Regions from separate parts of the Sus scrofa genome. Here region 2 is linked to region 1. The links are chromatin contacts, called in public HiChIP or PLAC-seq maps. All regions are on one chromosome and are shown on one strand. Each heading gives the region's core, a stretch centred on a gene start, on an enhancer-like site or on the middle of the called end of the contact. The rest is flanking DNA. Distances are from core to core; before and after follow the strand shown. Region 1 holds the start of PMM1 (phosphomannomutase 1). Region 2 holds the start of TOB2 (protein Tob2).

The links. HiChIP or PLAC-seq counts read pairs in DNA pulled down with a chosen protein or histone mark.
Region 2: an H3K27ac HiChIP or PLAC-seq map of skeletal muscle shows a contact between it and region 1. The contact joins the promoter of TOB2 here to the promoter of PMM1 in region 1. A contact is called at or near these places in 4 of 5 promoter capture datasets (fetal liver, fetal skeletal muscle, liver and 1 more), 11 of 47 Hi-C or Micro-C datasets (alveolar macrophages, embryonic fibroblasts, fetal heart ventricle and 6 more) and 2 of 2 datasets of contacts at active chromatin or transcription factors (alveolar macrophages and skeletal muscle).

Annotation. Positions count from the first base shown.
Region 1 is chr5:6,961,457-6,967,874 of Sscrofa11.1, reverse strand. It overlaps PMM1 (phosphomannomutase 1), which reads right to left and starts at 2,876. Exons shown (of 8, transcript NM_001184895.1): 1 at 2,458-2,876; 2 at 1-96. The coding sequence starts at 2,544.
Region 2 is chr5:7,083,134-7,089,686 of Sscrofa11.1, reverse strand. It overlaps TOB2 (protein Tob2), which reads right to left and starts at 3,290. Exons shown (of 2, transcript XM_021091455.1): 1 at 1,959-3,290. LOC110260629 (a long non-coding RNA gene) reads left to right here. Exons shown (of 7, transcript XR_002343880.1): 6 at 1-145; 7 at 3,758-4,986.

The DNA.
Region 1 (6,418 bases), core at 1,627-4,126:
CTCGGCAATCTTAGAGTAGTCGGAGCCGCCCACCACGCCGATCTGCACCCTACTGCGCAGCTTCTGCAGGAAGGCAGCCACCTCAGGGTCAATTTTCTGCAGGGGGACAGGAAAGCACGAGATTCTGACTGTCAGCCTGTCTGGGCCCTCCACTTAGATCTCACTCAGGGTTCAGAATCCTGGGAGCCCACATTCCACCTACATCTGAGGCAGTTCAAGGTTTAGAACCCAGATCTCAAAACTAGATGCACTTGGGTTCAAAAGCAGGCTCAAGTCCTTTAGGAGCAGGATGTCTTAAGCAAATGGCTTTGCCTTTCTTCCTGTCTGTCTGTCTGTCTTTTTAGGGCTGCACCCATAGCATATGGCAGTTCCCAGGCTAGGGGTCTAACTGGGGAGCTGCAGCTGCCAGACTACACCGCAGCCACAGCAACACCAGATCCAAGTTGCCTCTGTGACCTACACCACAGCTCTCGGCAACACCGGATCCTTAACCCACTGAGTGAGGCCAGGGATCGAACCTACATCCTCATGGATACCAGTCAGATTCGTTTCCGCTGAGCCACGATGGAAACTCCGGCTTTGCCTTTTTTTTGCCTTAGTTGTCCCACCTCTAAAATGGGGATCATAGTAGCAACTGCCTGGAGGTGGTCACTGTGAAGGCTTAAATGAGGTGGTGTTTGGAAATGAATAAGCAATTGACTAGTGACTCATCACTTGAAAAGATTCCCTGTCAAGGAAATGTGTAAACTAATGAGTTGTAAGCCGTGTTTCCAAACATTCAGTTATTCAAAGCTGACAACATCTAGAGCGGACAGAGCACAAACACTCTCAAGTTGCTGGTGAGATGGTAAACTGGTACAGCTACTTTGGAGGGTAATTTGGCAGGATCTATTAAAACTTAAAATGCAAGTACCCCGTCTATGGAATTGTGCAGGTGCATTATGGATGTTCACTGGGTAGGGTTTATAACAGGAAGAAAACTGCAGACAAATAAGCTAGTCAGTTAGAGAATGGCACACACTTGCACTGAAATTCTATACTGCAGCCACAACAGAATAAGGCAGGACTGTGCTTCCAACACGGAAGAGCCCCAAGACACGCTGTTTATTGTCAAAAGCAAGCTGCAGAAAGACACACACAGTATGATACCACTTATTAAAAACAATCAAACGCACTTTGAAAACCTCACAACTTTGGGGATGAGGCTGGGCTTGGGATCCTGACTAATCAGGGGACTTCAGCCTTCTCTGTTCTGTTTTCATTCTTTACAAGAGAACGTGTTCACGAGTACGTGTACAATTAAAAATTAACTTTTAAAAAGTGCTAAGGCCAGATCCAGCAGTGCCACTGTTCTTGTTCAGGCTGTCAGGTTAGTGGAGCTAAGGGTCAGAGGGAGGGGTGGACACTGTTCCTCAGCCCTGCTACCCTCGCTCCACTGTCTTCTTCCTTGCATCCCTGAGGACTCAGGGAGCTGCTGGAAGGTGAGGTGGCCTGATTCCTCTTGCTGGCCCAGGGCCCTCACAAAGGGGAGGGGAGACTAAGACCTGGCTGCCCATCAGCCTCTGCCAGGCAACCCACCTCTACTGGCTCCCTGCTCTAGGAGACTCCTCAGGAGGTCCTGATGGACCCAGATTGGAGGGCAAGAAAGAGCCTGCTCATCCATGAACCCACCTGGTGAGGGCGGGTCTGGGGGCTCATCCTGGGTGAGACCCGAAGGGAGAAAAACTGAGTGTGGAGCAGAGGTTGGAGCATCAACCTGGTGAGATGCTTTTAGAAGGGAAACTGCACTCCCGCCCACCCGGTACCACAAGATTCCCATGGTGACCAGACGAGCCCCTCCCTCCAAGTGGGCGAAGCCCCAAAACTCTGCCTAAATGGTACAGAAGCCCTCCTTCCCTCCAAGAGGAGGGGGATGGGCCTGGGAGGGAGGGAAAGTAGAGGAGGGGCTTGAGAAACCAGACGCGGCCCAAGTCTGCAAAGGTCGGTGGGCTGGCTCGGAGACACTCCCCCACCCCCGGCCCCCGCCCGATTGGGACTCCAACGCTTGGGAGCACTGAGCCCCTGTATGGAACCCTAGGTTCAGAAGCCAGCATCGGGCTACTGGTGCCTCTTTGGGCTGGAACTGGGGTGGGAGTCACTGCTGGGGAGGTGGGAGCGTGGAGCCAGGCCTGGCGGCGGAGGGACCAGGTCCCCGCTCACTTCCTCCCTCCAGAATCCGACCCACCCCCCCTCGCTCTCAGGCAGAACGAGGGCACGGACGCTCGGGGCCTGTGACGTGGGGAACCGGGTTCCCATCACTCCCAGAGGGCGGCCCTGGGGTGTCAGGGGCCGGGTGTGTTCCGGCATCTCACACACAGTCCCGGGGGATCTGGGGTCACGCTGCTGGAGGCCACACATTCGGCCTCCAGGTGTCCGCGTGACACTCCCAACAGGAGCTTCTGAACGTCGAGGCCCTACCTGGCGAGCCGGCGTGAGGGTACCGTCCACGTCAAACAGGCAGAGGACGCGCTCCTTCCTACGGGCGCCCTCAGCGGTGACCGCCATGGTTGCAGCTCAGCTCACGGAGCTGAGTCGAAGGATGCGGCCGCCGGAGCCGCGTGGGGAAGACGCTAGACAGGGCGGGGCCTGGGAGGGGCGGGGCCATCCGGACGGCGCCCAGAGAAGAGGGGGAGGGGCCAGGGCACGTTCTCCCGGGGTACCGGGCAGGGGTGGGGCCTGAGCTCACTCGGGAGGTTAATTCTGATGGTACCAGGCGGAGAAGGGGCGTAGCATAGGGCGGAGCAAAGCCCGGCAGGGTCCTTCGGATTTTTGCAAACCAGATGGAGGCTGGGCCTGGGCCCGGGTCTGACTTGGGTCCGGCGGGAAGTGAGGGAAAGAACCCGGAAGGGAGGGGCGGGGCCAGGGCTGGCCCTTGGCGGGGTGATTCTGATTGCAACTGGCCGAGGAGGGGCTGGACTAGGGCGGAGCCTCGAGCGGCAGTGCAGAGTCCGGGGTGGGAGTGGGGAGATCCGGGGGAGTGTGTGTGTGTAGGGGGGGGCCACCCTCCCACAACTCTCCCCGCTGCCAGTCAATCTAGGACTCGCCCGGTCACTAATGCCTTTGACCTACAAATCATGAGCTTAAAGAAATCCGCTGATGGCCTTTGCTCAGCCTCTGGGGTTTGCCAGATGACCTTCTCCGACCCTTACTCCTGCTGTCATTCTGTCCACTCCATAAAGCACAGCTAATGGTTTACCTGGACTCCTCTCTATTCACAACTATTTAACCATCACCTTGACTTTGGAGTCAGTTCTAAATAGTCTTCCCAGCTTCACCAACCACGTGAGTTTGGACAAGTCCCTTCACCTCTCTAAGACTTCTTTACCTGTTTCCCTCTGTAAAATGGGAAAAACACCACCTACTTTGTAGGGTTGCTTTGCACTTCAAAAGAAGTAATAGAAGTTCCCATTGTGGCTCAGCTGGTTTCAAAGAGACCAGTATCCAAAAGCAGGCGGGTTCCACCCTTGGCCTCGCTCCATGGATTAAGGATCTGGCGGTTGCCATGAGCTGTGGTGTAGGTCGCAGAGGCGACTTGGATCCCAAGTTGCTGTGGCTGTGGCCTAGTCCGGCAGTTGCAGCTCCTATTCAATCCCCAGTCTAGGAACTTCCATTTGCCACAGATGTGGTGCTAAAAAGAAAAAAAAGAAAAAGAAAAGAAAGAAAAGATCCCACAGAGCAGGCCCTCTCCAAAGAATGTGTATAAATGTGCTTGATACTGTTACTGATTAAACAGCTATTGCATGTCCACTCTTAAAAATGTGCAGACCCTGGAGTTCCTGTCGTGGTTCAGAGGTTAACAAACCCGACTAGTATCCGTGAGGACTCAGGTTTGACCGCTGACCTCGCTCACTGGGTTAAGGATCCGGCATTGCCTTGAGCTGTGGCATAGGTCGCAGATGCAGCTCATATCCCGCGGAGCTGTGGCTGTGGTCTAGGTCAGCAGCTGTAGCTCTGATTTGACCCCTAGCCTGGGAACCTCCATATGCCAGTGGGTGCGGCCCTAAAAAACAAACAAACAAACAAAAAATGTGCAGACCCTTTGAGCCAGCAATTCAGCTTTTAGAAAATAAGAAAAGGATGGAGTCCCCTGGTGGCTCAGTAGGTTAAGGATTCGGTGTTGTCACTGCTGTGGCTCTGGTCACTGGCCTGGGAGCTTCAGCATGCAAGGCCAAAAAAAAAAAGAAAAAGAAAAAAAGAAAAAAAATTGGGGATCAGTTAAATTATGATCCATCAGTAAGATGAATTGCTGTGAGGACTTGGAAATCTGTGTTGTTAGGAGTTCCCGTTGCGGCTCATAGGTAACAAACCCAACTAGTATCCATGAAGACACAGGTTCAATTCCTGGCCTTGTTCAGTGGGTTAAGGATCCAGCATTGCCACGAACTTTGGTGTAGTTCACAGATTTGGCTAGGATCTGGCATTGCTGTGGCTGTGGCATAGGCCAGCGGCTACAGCTCCAATTTGACCCCTGACCTGGGAATTTCCATATGCCACAGGTGCGGCTCTAAAAAGCAGAAAAAAGGAAAGCAAAAAAAAAAACACCTATGTTGTAGAATATTTAACATGGAAAAAGCATAATCCTGGAGTGTCCCTAAAAAGCAACAACAACAAAAAAATTTTTTTACTTAAAAAAAAAAAGATCATAATCCTACTTTTCTTTTTTTTTCTTTTCTTTCTTTCTTTCTTTTTTTTTTTTTTTTTGCCTCTTCTAGGGCTGCTCCCACGGCATAAGGAGGTTCCCAGGCTAGGGGTTGAATCGGAACTACAGCTGCCAACCTGCACCACAGCCACAGCAACGCAGGATCCGAGCCGCGTCTGCGACCTACACCACAGCTCATGGCAACACCGGATCCTCGACCCACTGAGCAAGGCCAGGAATTGAACCCGCAACCTCATGGTTCCTAGTTGGATTCATTAACCACTGCGCCATGATGGGAACTCCAATCCTACTTTTCTAATGGAAAAAATAGCAGGCTCTCCCTGGATGTTGGTATTATGCTGCATTTGCTATAGCTTTCTCCCCTCAAAGATTGTCTGTTTCTTCTACCAGAAGCCAGAGACAAAGGCCCACCTCTACTTCCCTCTCTACTCCCAGGGGTTGCCCTCCAGTTTGCCAGTGTGCCTGGGTAAGCAGGCATTTTTGCCACATCCACCATCCTTACCCTGATGCCTCTGATCAACTCTGGCCGTTCTGATCCTACAGAGACACATACATCCACGTACCTATGAGTGAGTGGCAATGTTGTGCATCATGCTTTTTGGTTGGCTTGTTTGTTTTTCCATCTCAGTTGCCATGGTACCCTGGGAGATCACTGGAGGCAGAATGGAGGACAGTTATGTCCCTGATAACTACGGACTTGGACAGGTTGCCTTCCTTTGCATCTTCATTTATATAAAAGATTGAATCCCTATCTAGTAAGACTATGAGATCATTGTGGAACGTGAATGTTGCCTGGCATTCCAGTTCTAGAAGAATGGCACCATCTACCCCTGCAGCCCACCCCCATGGTGGGCCCTGAGGGAAATTCAGGATAGAGAAAAACAGGAAATATTCTATGCATTGGAGATTGGCAGAGTTTTTGTTTGTTTGTTTGTTTTTTGCTTTTCAGGGCCGCATTGGCGGCATATGGAGGTTCCCAGGCTAGGGGTTGAATCAGAGCTACAGCTGCCAACCTGTACCACAGCCACAGCAACGCAGGATCCAAGCTGCGTCTGTGACCTACACCACAGCTTACAACAATATGGGATCCATAGCCCACGAGCAAGGCCAGGGATTGAACCTGCAACCTCAGGGTTCCTAGACGGATTCGTTTTGCAGCGCCACAACAGGAACTCCTAAGATGCATTTTTAAGGAACAATTTCAATGAGCCCAGACTCTTGCATCTTCCCATATACAGAAAAGCACTAAAATAATTAACTCGAGATATCTGTTTTTGTGTGACTCATGTTGTTGAAACCCAGCCTTCATGCACTGATGCAAAACTGGATCTTGGAGACAGGCTTTTGGGTGAAGTAGGAAAGAAGAGCTTTATTGCTTTGCCAGGCAAAGCAGGCACAGCAGGTTCATGCCTTCAAAATCGGTGTGTCCCAACCTGAGAGGATTTGTGAGGAGTTTTATAGCAAGGGGTCAAGGGCAGCATTGCTGATAAGGATCAGGTATCCTTTAATCTGGCCTAAAAGTTATCAAACTGTAAACCGTCTCTCTGGAAGGAAGAATGCTTCATCAAGTAGTTAAAGTCTTCTGATTTGTTGGGGGTTTTAGCTCTGCAGAAGAGCTTAGAAATATTGTTATGTGGGAGTTCCCGTCGTGGCACAGAGGTTAACGAATCTGACTGGGACCTATGAGGTTGGGGGTTTGATCCCTGCCCTTGCTCAGTG
Region 2 (6,553 bases), core at 2,041-4,540, 120 kb before region 1:
GCGGCGGCAAAGGCGCGCTCTGCGCTCTGGGAATTGCAGTCTTCAGACACTTAACACTCAGGTTGAAGCATATGACCTACTTTGTGGGCACACTACACTTCCCAGCGTACTTTGCGAAGACTCAGCCGGGAGCTACGCATGCCCGGTAAGGGGAGCTGGCGGAGGGTCGGAGAACCAGGAAAAGTTTCCGATGCACATGCGCGCTGTGGCAGAGGGCGCCCCTCCCCCACCCACCTCCTAATACATTTTATATAAATTCTACTCATCAGGCCTACTCCCCTTACGGTATCGCCCCACCAATATCCCTGTCTCGGCTTCTTGAGAAACTCAACTTTCCTTTCCTCCTCTTTCTTCATGGCTGCTGATTTAAGATCTGCTTCTAGTGAGTTTTTCCTGGGTGAAGGCGGTAAACTGGGATAGATAGCCTCACATTCCTCCCCCTCCCCAGCCCCAAACCCCGCCGCTTCATCTGTATTCTTTGGGCTGAGTGGTCTCCTTTTGGAGTTGCTGCAGGGACGGTGTATTCAAAGAAAAAAGAGCCTTTTCATTCACTGCCCAGCAGGCTCGGCTGCTGCACCCTCACAGCCAGGAAAGGCAGGAATTAAACCCAGTTCTCCCATCCTCTCAGCCGAAGAAACTCCCAGTTTTAAGCTACGGGGAGGCACTGGGCCGAAAATCAGGCCCTGATGCCAGCAGGGCCGAAGTCTTACCCCCCTTCTAATCCAAGTCCGAGTAACCAGACCTGGCAAGGTAATGGGAAAAGGTTCCCGGGCAGGGAAGGAAAAATTGTACATCTGATACCTGAACTACATCTTCTAATACTTAAAATTGTTTGTCAGACTCCTATTGCAAGGCCTTCTCTATGACCAGACTTACCAGATCCTCGCAAAGCTCCCCTGCTGGGTGTTAAACCTCCCTAATCCTTCCTCCCACACTAGCTTCTTTCCACCTCTGCTCAAGAGGGGGATGGGGGCAGGCACCCAAGAAAGCAATAGGGGTGTTTTCCTGCTGTTAAATCAAAGATGAGGGACCCACTCCCAGCGTAGTGTGGGTAGGAAAGATAAAAAATGGTTAAGATACTGAGCAGACGCCGCCTGGAACCCCGTTGGGCTAGCCCCTGAGTTGACGCCCGCTGTGTGGGGTTCTGGTTCCTCTAGGGGGTGGGAAAGGTCTGCCAGCTGCCCCTCCTCTCTGTGCTCCCTCCTTCCTCTCCCTTTCTGGTCAAGGGCACAGTCCATCTTCTGGACAAGAGGGGAAGGAGCGTAGGAATAGGGAGCTTTCTCCTAGGCACCTCACCAGGATCAACCAGAATCCACTCGTTGATACTGCTTAAGGGTACTTTTTTTTCTGCCCAGTTTTCCTTGAAAACATTAACGAGGATAAAAAGCTCAAGACGAAATGGTCAATTCAGGCTGGGCAGCCAGAGGACAGTCCTGACCGGTTCAAAAGGGGGGTGTTCACCCTCCATTCCTCAGGCTCCACAGGGCCAAAAATAAACCCTATTAATTATTACCACCCCATTCCTCGCACCGGAGAAAAGAAGGAGAAAAACAAGGCCTGGATCCTCTTCCTTCCTCTGATTTATTTAATAGTGGTGGGAGTTATTTTTCAGGGGGAACAAGGAAAATCTAGCGACTCCCTAGGCTATGAAGAACGGAGGGAGGCGGAGGAGGGAGGGAATGCACCCCACCCAGGAGGTGGCCGCACTTGGAACAGGGGGAGACAGGGACTCTGGGATACCCCAGGATGAGAGCGACGTGAAAGGAAAGAGTAGCACAGGGCAAGGGGGGGTTCCAGAGGGAGGTGGGAAGAGAAAGGAAAATGTTGATCAGGTGTAAGGGGGGGTGCGACCGCAACGTGGAGTGTCCAGCAAAAAGAGCTGGAGTGGGGCGAGGGTGGGGAAAGGCATCCGGCCTATTGGGTCTGGGGCCCCCCCCGCCCGCAAGGTTCCTACTCACTCACTCGGGTCTCCGCGGTGGCGGGGCGGTGTGCCGGCCGCGGGGCGGCTTCTCCCTCCAGGGTGGTCCTGAGCGCGGGGCGGAGGTCACTCTCCCTTCTCTCCCGGGCGCCGCCCGGCCGGGGGCCAAGGTGTCTTTTTCTTCGTTGAGGGTTGGGGGACGATTGAGGGGGCTTATGGGTTATGATTCTCAATAATTCTTTCTGCTTTTTGGAGGTCGGGCTCGGCGGCTAGGGACGGAGGGCGGGCGGGCCGGCCGGCGGCGACGAACCGCGGATGGCGGACTCGAGGGTGGTTCGTGTCGCGGGGCGGAGTACGGTCTGGGCTGTGGCCGGCGAATTGGTCTTGCCCTTCTGGCCTCGCGTTTCCCAAGCCACTCGCTCCCCCCCACCAAGAACCCGCTCCTTCCCGCGCCCCGGCCCGAAGTGAGCAAAGTCAATGAAAAGTTTCACCCTTAGCAACCCTGCGCACGGATCCGCCTTCCCCACCCCTGCGTGATGCGTCCCTCCGCCCTGCAGGGGCGGGGCCGGGCGCTGGGCCGGGACTACTTCCCAGCCAGCAGGCAGCTTAACCCCTGGAGGCGCGCGGCTCCCTGCTCCGCGTGGAACCCGGGGGCCCTTGGCCACCGCCCTAGTCCTACGCGTGGGTGGCCGGTCACCCTCCTCACTCAGATCCTGGCTCAAATATCAGCAAGGCTGCCTCTGACCGCCCTGTGTAACGCGGGCCGCCTCCCCTTCCCATCACGACGCCGGCATCGTAGTTATTTTCTTCATGCCCAAACTGCTCAAATTGTCCTCATCGTGTAAAGTGTTTCCCTATGCAGACAGCAAGCTTGCGAGGGTAGGGTCCCGGTTTGGGACCCAGCTGCTCACTTTAGGTGTGCTGGATGAATGGGTGTCCAAAAGAAGGGGACGTCCCCGCTGTGTCTTCAGCCCTGCACCTGCCCTGGCGCCGAGGGTTCGTATGCTTTCCCGAACCATCGCGCAGGCCACCTCGGCGAATCCCTTCAGCTCGGCGCATCTGACAGTCCGACTTTTCCCGCAGCACTCGCACCACACCAGTAAAATCTCTTCGCGGGTGGGGAGCTCAGGGGACTACTGGAGTTCTGGACAGATTTTGGACCTTTATCAACTCCAGTTGTCCCGAATCTTCCAAGAGCCTCGTGCCTCATTTGGGGACGACGCCTAACGTCGAGGGGAGTGCGAGGGAGAAACCGGGGCTTGGGCACGCAAAACGGGAGTAAGAAGGGGCGAGGAGGATGGGGGCGCAGGAAAAAGAGCCAAGCGATACATTAACCTTCCACTCGCGGCCTCTGGCGCGGGTTAACCTCACCGCAGGGACCCGGCCAGCGCTCTCTGCGCAGACGCGCGAGCGCGTCCTCCGCCTGCTGCAGGCGGAGCTCCGGCGTCAGAGGACGCCCCTTTTGGTTCTTCCCAGTCGTCGAACCCCCCCCAAAAAAGGGGTTACTGGAGCCTCATCCTTCAGCAACAGCCTTCGCCGGCATCCTAGGGCGCCTGTTTATGCCAGATGCCCCAGGCTTGCGCACCAGACGGTCCCTTGATTCAGACTCGCACTTACATCCCTTGCCCCTGCTATGGCCAAGGGGGTCACTCGGCTACTTTGTCACTGTGAGGGGCGCGGAGTTGGGGGTGGGGAGGCCTGTGCCGAGTGAGGTCACAGGCACGGTAGACTGCCAGGTGAAGCCCAGGGCCACTGGGAGCTTTCGCCTTAAGTCTTATTCCCATCCCTTCTTTAATCGCCCATTCCCTAACTCTCTCTCACACTTTATTCTCATTCTAGATGGTTCCGGCCCAACGGCAGTCGCCGAACCCACGTGGGGTGGCGAGATCCAAAAGTTTCCAGACACGGTTTGCAGTTTTTTTTTCCTTGATCACTTTTTTTGGCAAGGACAGGCGGCAATGGTAGCGTAGGGGTTTAATGCGCTTCTCCTGACTGCAGCGGAGAAACGCTGGACTGGAGGGCAAACTCCAAGGGGACAAGAAGGGGGAGGGAGCCTGGGCCGGAGCGTCCCCATCCCCCACACCCCGAGCGCTTTATCCCCTGGGGCACCTCCAGGGACTACTTGCTTGTGCGTCAGCAAGTGGCAGAGCGTCACTTACACGCCCCCACCGCCTTGCCCGACTCCATCCCTCCCCTTTTTTTCCTCCTCCCCCACCTCCCTCTCCTCCCTTCCCCTCTCCTCTCCTCGCGAGTCGCAACCCAGCGAGATCTGGCTCGCCGCTCCCTGGTGCTGAAGCGCTAAAAATATAACCAGTATGTTAGCAACAGCCTTCCCATTGGTCGGAAACAGGGAGCGGCGACATCTGATTGGATGTTCGATCCAACCTTTTAGGACTGGGAGGCGGGGGCGTGGAGCCATGGAGGTCTTGGGGGGGAGTGCGTTTGCGCATTGGGGCGCTGCAAGGGATACTGGTATTTGTAGTTATTTACTAGAGGCAGCCTTAGAAGTAGGTGGGTTTGAATCCCAATTCTGCCACCAACCGGGTTATCTTGATTGAAAGGCACAAATTCTCTTTATACCGTCAGACCTGTCCTCTCGTCCTTAAAATGGAGATCGAGATCCTGTGGGGATTAGATATGATACTGTATGTAAAGCTTGGCTCAAATAGTTGCTGTTCTTAATTTAAAGGTCACCGTTCTGGCCAGCTTGCATCCTTCCCGTACTGTGCTCTTCAGTGTGTATACCCCAAAAGGAAACCTTACAAGACAGCATGAGAAAGTTGAGGGTGTATCACACGGGAAGGAGGGATGGAGTCCATATAAGCAGATAAAAGTGTAGAGTCTCCTTCCATCAAGTGCAGGCTGAGGGAAGGCAGACTGAATCCCTGGAAGGAAGGCGTTGAATTTTTGCCCGTTCCTGCATTTATCTCCCCTGCAGTGCTGGAAACACACCAACGTTGAGCAAAGAAACCCAAACTGAGAAATCCAGCCTTTTTGGCAAAGAAGAGCTCTGGGTAAAGGGTTAGTATATAAGTAGGAAAAAAATAAAGTAGAGGGGAAGAAGACAATCACCATTCTTAATTGCTGCTGTCTCCATTTACCATGTGGTAAGAAGGACATTTTTCTCTCCCCCGTCGTATGAGTTCATCTTGCCAGGGCTTAATTGTGAGCTGAATTCCTACTCAGGCATTCCCGGGTCCTCTCCCACTTTGAATAATCATACGTTGAAAAGCACACACCTTGTTTTCAAAACGGTGAGCTTCAAAAGGAAGCATGTGCATGGAGAGGGTGGAGGCAACTCCCCTGTCTGAGAGTAAGCAAGTTATGCCAGATGTTTTGTTGTGACAAGTCAGGCTGGTCATAATTAGCCCCAATTAACTCTCAGGGGGGTGAGTCACTCCTTCATACACACATAGTGTGAGAGATTTTGTAGTTTCTTTTCAGTTATCCGAGAAAATACTCAGTTTGATTCTTCAGATCCACTGCTCCAACTGGGCAGGAGCAAAGACAGCCACAACAGAAATTGGCTTTGGAGAAAAGTGATTGGAGGGATGCTGAGGGCAAATAATTTGCTATTTATTGACCTGATATGGGTGAACTCTTATAAAAGAGACAAGTGAACAAACCTGTCTTTAGCTAAAGCACTGAAACTACAGTGTGCAAAGAAAGCATTGGTTTAGCCTTGATGGTGGCAGACAGGCCACTTGTTGATAAGGAATTGATTAACTGGGAAAAGATGGGAACTGGAGTCTTTTTCTTTTTTTTTTAGGCAGGAAAATTCCAACCAAGGCAAAGAATCTTTCACCTTTATGTCCTTTGTTCAAACTGTTAAAAAGTTACAGGTCAGAATATAGTGACATAGAATCTCTTGGAAATTTACTCATTTCAACTTGACTTCCTGGGAAGTTAATTTTCCTAATTTAGAAGCTGCTGAATGGCAGGCCAAGGTCCATATCTGGTGGCATATACTGACACTGTCAAAAAATTTTTTTTGGCCACACTCAAGGCATGCAGGGATCAAACCGACACCATAGCTGTAACCAGGGCCACACCGTGACAATGCTGGATCCTTAACCTAGTGAACCACGAGGGAACACCAACACATTAAAATTTAAAGAAGGAATTGACATTTAAAAATTGGGAGATTGTGTGGAGTTCCCATCATGGCGCAGTGGAAACGAATCCAACTAGGAATCATGAGGTTGCGGGGTTTGATCCCTGGCCTCGCTCAGTGGGTTAGGGATCTGGTGATTCATTTCGGTGAGCTGTGGTGTAGGTTGTAGATGTGGCTTGGATCTGGCGTTGCTGTGGCTCTGGTGTAGGCTGGCAGCTATAGCTCCAATTAGACCCCTGGCCTAGGAATCTCCATTTTTAAGGCAGGTGTGGCCCTAAAAAGACAAAAAGATAAAAAATAAAAATTGGAAGATTGTGCAAAAATATCTTAATTTGCCACTTGTCCTAAATTTAAAAGATCTGGTGGAATTCCACTATGGCTCTGCGGTAATGAACCTGACTACTATCCATGAGGATGTGGGTTCAATCCCTGGCCCTGCTCAGTGGGTTAAGGATCAGGTGTTGTGGTGAGCTGTGGTGTAGGTTGCAGACAAGGCTTGGATCTGGAATCTGGTATTCATG